2 separate regions of the Bombyx mori genome follow, and region 2 is linked to region 1. The links are chromatin contacts, called in public Hi-C maps. All regions are on one chromosome and are shown on one strand. Each heading gives the region's core, a stretch centred on a gene start, on an enhancer-like site or on the middle of the called end of the contact. The rest is flanking DNA. Distances are from core to core; before and after follow the strand shown. Region 1 holds the start of LOC105841518. Region 2 overlaps LOC105841518.

The links. A called contact is a pair of places that touch in the nucleus more often than the background predicts.
Region 2: a Hi-C map of whole pupa shows a contact between it and region 1, with 3 times the contacts expected there. The contact joins the enhancer-like site here to the promoter of LOC105841518 in region 1. A contact is called at or near these places in 3 of 7 Hi-C or Micro-C datasets (all in whole pupa).

The regions. Positions count from the first base shown.
Region 1 is chr8:1,719,868-1,724,099 of ASM3026992v2, reverse strand. It overlaps LOC105841518, which reads right to left and starts at 2,165. Exons shown (of 3, transcript XM_062669578.1): 1 at 1,984-2,165; 2 at 1-1,871. The coding sequence starts at 2,165. It overlaps LOC101736799 (phosphatidylinositol-glycan biosynthesis class X protein), which reads right to left. Exons shown (of 5, transcript XM_062669643.1): 5 at 2,917-4,232.
Region 2 is chr8:1,768,240-1,772,471 of ASM3026992v2, reverse strand. All of the region lies in intron 2 of LOC105841518, which reads right to left. Among protein-coding and RNA genes, the nearest start is that of LOC101736925, 32 kb to the right of the region's middle. Within about 2 kb of position 2,206, at least 8 of the 8 cell types and tissues checked have open chromatin away from gene starts, as enhancers often do.

The DNA.
Region 1 (4,232 bases), core at 916-3,415:
TGGGCTGAGGAGATTGCATCGCATCTGATTCTCTCGAAGGTGCTCGCGGTATTTCTATCCTCCGCGGTGAGGCGTGCGGAGTGGCCATCCTTCTGTGTACGCTTAGATCTTTAGGTTGTTCATCACTCTTGTCCGACAAATTGTCTTCGATAGCGTGTGTGGTCTCGGCTGCCCTAGCCACTACTTTAGGTATATCTTTATCGACATGTTTAACGCTTAAGTCAGTCGGTGAATTTTCATCGTTAGTTGACGCCTGTGATAGTTCTTGAGCTAAATTCAGAATAGGCTCATCATCGGGAGGCTGGTCGTCTATGTCCGGCTCCTCAATTTTACTGTCAAGCTCGCCGTCGGTCTGACAATCTTCGTCTTTATTTTGTGATGTAGCGTCTTTGGGTTCGTCCTCAGTTGATGTGTCATCGCTTTGGTCAGGTATCGACCCCTGGGGTTCTACGTAACGTTTTTCGGATTCATAGCTCTCTTGTAAATCAGATACTTGTTCTGAATACATCGTGTCGGATGACGCCACGTCGTCATGTATACTCTTTTCTATGGGGTCAGTGTAGTGATTGACGTTGTTAGTCGCTTGCATTACGGAGGCTTCGCTAAGCGCCTGAAGGCCACAATCACTGGAAGGTTCCGCTACAAACACTTCATCCGACATATAGCTCTCCACGGAACTTTGATGCTCCGGTTGGGTAAGGTGGTGATCGCCTATGTGGTGAAGGTGCAGAAGACCCTGAGCAGCGGTAATGCTGCTCCGGCTCGGTGATTCGAGTGAGTGTTCGAGTCTGTCGATGATATCAGAGACTGGACCGTTATTTAACAACATGTCCTCCTCAGACTCTGCGTACTCGGCGGCCCCGTGAACTAGATGGGCGAGTTTGTCCAGCGTCTGTCCGAGGATTTGGTTATCTTCGCAACCTTTTTCGACCAGCGAATCTAGCAATGCTTCATCGTGAGGTCCTCCAAGCTCTGGCAAATAGTGCGCTTCACTGATCGTATCGAACAGATCCTTGTGCACGCTCATGTCGCCGCCGTAAGCGCTGTCTTCGGTACAGTTCTGAGCTTGGGCCTTGCGCTCGTAATACATCGCTTCCGGTGGCTTCGATGCGCTCAGATCAAAGGACATGACGTCCCGCGCTACCTCTTCCGATTGCAGGAAAGAGTAAGACGGGGCGGCGGGAGGATGCGCCGGGACGGCAGCCTGCAGATCCAGCCCGAGCGCCTCTTCACCGCGCTGTTGGTTGAATTCGAGCTCGGCGACCGCCAGCAGGTTGTCGAGCGGTGTCGGCTCGGGCACCTGCTGGCGAGGCACCGCTATCGTGTGGGAGGGAATGTGCGACTCCAGGTCGGGGGGGAGCCACGCAGGTGCGGGCTCCGGGACGGCCGGGCGACGACGACGCGGGCCGTCAGATCGTCGGCGCCGGCGCCGCTCCTTACGGTCCCGCGGTTGCACGGGAGGGATGCGAATCGAGTTGTAGATCTCGGTGCGCGGGATCACGCGCCAGCCGGCCGGGGTGCGCGCTATGCGGATGCGATTGCGCGGGTCGTAGTCCTCGCAGTGCACCTCCTGCACGGTGCCGTCTCGCTGGCGGGCCCACAGGAACACGGGTCGCAGACGCGGTGCGGGCGGGCGGGCGGCTAGACTGCGCGCGCGGCGACGAGGCGGGGGCGGGCGGCGCGGGGCAGGAGCACTCCGACTGCGGGCTACATCGGCGCGGGGGCGGGCGGCGCGAGGCTCGCCGCCGCCGGCCTGCACCCGCGGACTCACTCCGGCGCGCCGCAGCGAGTGACGAGCGACGACCGCGCGGACGCGGCCCCGAGGCGGACTGAGCGCGAGTGGAGCCCCGCCCCGCCGCCCGCGCCCCGCCCTAACATCGATCCCCGGCGCCCGCTGCACCGCGCCTGCACCGCCCCGTCACTCCCGCCCGCCCCGGCCCCGGCGCCCTCTGCCCTCGTTAATCTTAAATCCATATCTCCAACTCCGACGTGGTGCGTTCCGCCTCCGGCCGGTGTCCGTTTTCCTTGTTCGTCTCTCGACCGGCTCGGTAGCGTTGCGAACGCTGGCCCTGTGAATAATTCGAACCATGCGTTGCCCTTTCATATGCAAATGTAGGGATTGTAGTTGACATAGTCTTGTCTGGGCTTTGCGGTTCGGCAAACATTTTGCAAAGTAAACTTCTGTCACTCGCTTCATTGTTAATTGCGAGATAGAAGGGAGCATTTCGAAACAATATTAACCTTCCTTCGATAGTGATTTATAATACTAAAATAAACTATTCGTATAGGGGTTGCGCTGTATAGTTGTAGTTGTATCACTCAATACAATTAGTATGTGTTCACTACCTATTCAATGTTTTGGTTTATAAAACAGGTTTTTGTACTCTAGCCAGGCGAATTGATACTTGTGCTGCCACCTAGGTACCGGATTAGGTTAAAATTATAAACTTATGCTTCTCTGTCTATGCAGGAACTTTAAAAACACGAATCCAACAGTTCCACGATTAAATCACAGATGTCACTTTTATCATTTTTTGTGAGTTTTAAAATTCCCAAAACTATAAATTGAAGCTGTCCAGGTTTCACACGCTCCAAACGTAAATTAATTATTGCAATTTAGGAGACCGTTGAAAAAATCTACAAAAAATTGGCTCTAAATCTTTGACAGGAATTCAATTAACGAATAATAATTTTGAAACATGTTTGGTATAGAACAATGACGACAGTCAATCAACGTCCAGGTAAAAACGTAATAAATAATGTTTTATCCTAGTTCTGCCGTTTTTCGTTGTAGTGGTCATTGATTTAGAGTACTGTACCGGGGCTCTACTTTCGAATCCTGGACATAGTGCCTTTGCTTAATTAAATTTCACTCGAAGAGAATTAGGAAAATAGTCACTCGTAATTAAAACAAAATTCAATGAAACAACTTTATTCGTTTTAATATTACATTCTCTTAGAATTACGACTAGATATTATTGTTTATGTAGCCCTGTTAAAACTATACGGAATGGCGAACATTTAAAACTTCTAATACTATGGACACAGTTCTAATAACATAAAAAAAAATATAGTGTTAGGACGTCTTGTGAGTCCGCATATTTCTGCTGGGAAGCCATCATGCATTCCGCTACTAAGGCTGGGGCAGCCGTAGTACAATGGAATTGGGATTTCAACCCTGTCTTAGGGATGGAGCAACATTCTCGCTTTGATCCACCTTTTTTTTGCTTAGATGGGTGGACGAGCTCACTGCCCACCTGGTGTTAAGAGGTTACTGCAGCCCATAGACATCTACAACGTAAATGCCGCCACCCACCTTGAAATATAAGTTCTAAGATCTGAGTATATACTGTAGTTACATTTAACGATTATAGTTACGATCATATCATTACGAAGTAGTTACGGTCTACTCTTTACAGAATAAAATGGGTTCAATTTTGCGATGGCGGCATGATTTAAGACTAAAACCATAGGATCGACTAAAATATCTTGGACTACAGCGGACCTCTCTTTTTAGAATGAGTAAATAATTTTATTATTATAGCTTCCTGATTTATTTTAATACTTAGTCTGGCCATAAATACTGTTATAATTAAAAATAAACAAAATATTACATTTGAATTTGGAATCTGTTATTTTTATATGATTGCTCATTGAGTTTTCTCATTTTGGCGCCAATACATTGTACAATATTTTGCGATATTAAAATGGAGTGGGGTGATAAAGAGAACCGAATCGCTGTGATTGCATTACACAATGTAGGTATGGAGCCAAATGCAATTTTTAAAACTCTCCATACGCTTGGTATTAGTAAAATGTTTGTGTACCGGGCTATTAATAGGTGCAATGAGACCTCCTCTGTTTGTGACAGAAAAAGATCTCGCCGTCCACGTAGTGTTCGTACGAAAAAGGTGGTCAAAGCAGCAAGGGAAAGAATTCGAAGAAATCCTGTCTGAAAGCAAAAGATTTTATCTCGGGAGATGAAGATAGCACCTAGAAGCATGTCATGTTCTAAGGTATACAATAAAGTTACAAGGGCTTCCCCACCCTTCAAACCGAAACGCATTATTGCTTCACGGCAGAAATAGGCAGGGCGGTGGTACCTACCCGTGCGGACTCACAAGAGGTCCTACCACCAGTAAAAAAAACATAACAGTATTAAAACTTTAAACTATGTTACAATTGCGCGTAAATGCATCTGCATGTATACATCATAGTCCGAAAAACACTTA
Region 2 (4,232 bases), core at 957-3,456, 48 kb before region 1:
GATCACTTTTTGGGGTATTGGGATTAGTTTACATAGAAATTCATTTGAAAATAAGCTGAAGTTAATTACTATTGTACTACCGACGGCTGATTGGGATGTAGAATCCGGGCTGCCCGGGTAGACCCCTATCTTGGTTAATATTCGCATTATTGTCATTTAACACTAGACATGTCGTGTCCCAACTAGGGTTGCCACCCGTACTTTATAATAAAGTATTGTACGTTATTTCAGATAATTGTACTCTATACTTTATGTGAACAATAAAGTACACGAAGATACTCTATTTGGAATGATTTGTTTTTTTTTGTGGATTTTGAAAAGTTTAGGCATAATATGTTTTTTTTCGTTAGCCCCACATCACCGATGCACTCCTTTTTTAATAAACATTTCTGAACGCAGCTTAACCTCAAATGTCAAAGATATTACTGTCATTAATTGTCACAATTTCTTGTTTAATTTCTTCAATTGTAATAAAAAAATATTGTACTTTACACTATGTACTTTTTTCCCTACCTATAATAATGTAGTTTATCAGCAAAAACAAAGGTGGTAGCCCAGATCGCAACCTTAAAAGTTGAATAAATTACTGCCTGCCGGCAGAAATAGTTAAAGTAGTGGTACCCATCCGTACTCACAAGACGTCCTACCACCAGTAAATACAGTATTGCTTAGTGATTGGGCTGCAGAGAACTATAGGTAATAATGTAAAACCGAAAGATCCTGAATCGCGCTATCGAAATTTCCATCGAAATTTTATGACCCGTTATAGAAATCTGAAAACATCGCGAACTGTCACTCTACCTAGTAATGTCATCTGTCGTTTTCATTAAATACAATATTCAAATTTACTGATATTTAATATTACATTTTCTGCATTCACTATTTCACAATATTATGCTTCGGTGAACTAATTATGGTCAGTCCTAGACAGGAATACTAATTCGAATTACCATATTAATTGTGGGCTAATTGGATTCTCGGCAGTCCAACCGAAAGCTAATTCAACTACGAATAAAATTAAATTATAAAATAAATAATTGGTTAATATGTATAAAGTTTTATCAAACATTTACATAATATATCTACATCGGCTTATCAAAACATCCATATTCATAATATGAATGGGCGGGCGATTCGGAATTTACGGACAACTTATTGTGGTTGTTCCCAATTGGATACTAGAATCCAATGGTATCAGAGCCTGAATGCTACCACCCACCTTGGGGTATGATTTTCTTTTTTATTTTTATTGCTTAGATGGGTGGACGAGCTCACAGCCCACCTGGTGTTAAGTGGTTATTGGAACCCATAGACATCTACAACATAAATGCGCCACCCACCTTGAGACACAAGTTCTAAGGTCTCCGTATAGTAACAACGGCTGAACGGCAGGCTGTCCCTCTCTTCAAACCGAAACGCATTACTGCTTCACGACAGAAATAGGCGGGGTGGTGGTACCTACCCGTGCGGACTGACAAGAGGTCCTACCACCATGTAATCGAAATCTCAATTTTGATGTATCAAGTCAAGATTATTTCGCGACAGAAATAGGCAGGGGTAATACACTTCCGTAGAGGTTCACGATCCACAATAAAGTGGGTAATTTATTAGGCAGTTACATAATTTCGTTACGTACGCAACCTTTAATATCGAGAATTAGCAAGAATTTCTTGCCATTGTCGATAATTACTAGTAATTACGGAGAAACAAAAAAAAAAGGATTACACTAGGTCGTTTAATTAAAAGGATTATTATTATTAGGATTATTAAGGACAAGCCTGGAGCGTCCATGTAATTTTTTCAATTCTATTTTGTTTCATTGTTTTATGACTTCATTACATCATCAGTTAGCTCATACGTTAGAGCGGTCACTATTACAAATTACATCCAAATATTTTTGGTAGTGACATATAAAGAAATAAAAGGAAATTCAATTACCTAAAGATTCCTTTTTTTATTAATGTTTAAGAAAAGCTATGGAAAGAGCGTATGCCTCTCAGACCCTTGATCACTCGTTTTTTTTATATAAAAAAAAAACAACAACAACAATAATGTCCGAAACGCGAAACGAGGTAATCGTATTTTGTAACGTCATAGTAAGTAGGTACTGCAGTCTGCAGTCCCACGGGTCTACTACAGTCACGTTTTTGCAGCCTGTTTTGAATTCATAAGCCTACACGGACAACAGCTGATCGCGCGCTGTTGCCGCACCGGCGCGACGTCCCCGCTCCCCCGCCCCGCGACGTTGCCGCTCCGCACCCAGCTCCAGCCGTAGAAACGGGAGACCGGGATGTCGGGAAGAAAGTTTCCTCAAGTTTTCTCGATCGAAATTGATTTTGACGATGCTTTCTTCGCAGTTTGAAGTTTTTCATGGAACGATCGATGAGTAAATGCGGATGGCTGTTTTGTGTTTCAAGTTCGTAGACAGACTTGATTAAGGACTTTTTGTGTTAAATGTTTCTGTTTGTACTGAAATTACTAATCGAAACGCAGACTTATTATACTCTTATTAGAAAATGTACCTTCTGTGGCGGTATCTATCATGGATCACAAGATTTTTTATTTTTATTATTTGATTTTCGACATATACAAGCCCGTACAACAACATGTGAACTACATTGTCTAGTTTATATAGTTCATAGCAGTGTAATGCAATTAGCGATGGTCTTGATATTTACTCAGCTTAAGCTAAGAATAGCGCAACATTTTAATTTACATTGCTCTTAATAAAAACGCCATTGACGACACGACAGACATTCTCCAATGATTGCATGATCGATTAAAATTCTTTGCACGTTGTAGCGGAAACGTTCATCGTAAAAGAAGCTATATTTTTTATCTTCATTGTTCAATTTTAGGGATCAATCGATATTACGATTACAAATTCAATTGCAAACGTTGAATCTCTATAGTTATTCATCACTATTCTTATTTTGTTTACAAATATCTAAATCAATACAATTTGTTTTCAAATATTAACGTAGAAAAAACTGAAATAATCTTCGGTTCTTCTACGATTCTCTTTTATTATTTGTCAAGTAAATATCCACTGTAAATATTTAACTAATATTTATCATAGAAGAAAAAACAAACAACGAAAAGCCTTTAGAAATTCATAATGCATCCATTTTCAAGTCTTCCTGGCTTAAAGGCCTAAAAAGTCGTCGTGGCCTAAAAGATAAGATGTCCGGTGCATTCGTGTTGAAGCGATTCACCGGTGTTCGAATCCCGCAGGCGGGTACCAATTTTTCTAATGAAATACGTACTCAAAAAATGTTCACGATTGACTTCCACGGTGAAGGAATAACATCGTGTAATAAAAATCAAACCCGCAAAATTACAATTTGCGTAATTACTGGTGGTAGGACCTCTTGTGAGTCCACGCGGTTAGGTACCACCATCCTGCCTATTTCTGCCGTGAAGCAGTAATGCGTTTCGGTTTGAAGGGGAGGGCAGCCGTTGTAACTATACTTGAGGCCTTATAACTTATTTCTCAAGGTGGGTGGCGCATTTACGTTGTGGATGTCTATGGGCTCCAGTAACCACTTAACACCAGGTGGGCTGTGAGCTCGTCCATCCATGTAAGCAATAAAAAAAAAGAAGGATAAGACAGCCGGTGCATTCGTATCAAGCGGTGCAACGGTGTTCGAATCCCGTAGGCAGGTGCAAATTTTCTAATTAAATACAACAATCTAACAAAGTTTCATGATTGACTTCCACGGTGAAGGAATAACATCGAGTAATAAAAATCATTTGCGTAATTACTGGTGGTAGGACGTCTCATGAGTCCGCATGGGTAGGTACCACTACCCTGCCCTTTTCTGCCGTGAAGCAGTAATGCGTTTCGATTTGAAAGGTGGGGCAGCCATAGTACTGTTAAAACTGAGACCTTAGAACTCATGTCTCAAGGTGGATACAACGTACATGCGAACCGCTTTGTATTTAGCTTTACTTTGTAGATGTCTATGGGCTCCGGTAACCACTTAATACTACTTATCTCGGCAATAATAAAAGTTTTTCAAATATTAGCCTTTCATAATATAATTTTTATACATAATAAAAGCTATCTATCATAAAACGTAGTATAAAGCAATTTGAAATTCCAACTTCGTGTCCCCAATCGGATCGGAATTTTCCTGTATAGGCTTCACCGACCACAAACAACGCTACGCTACTAAAGTAATAAAGATAAAATGAATAAAAACGCTAAAATCAAATGGTTTTTTTGTTGC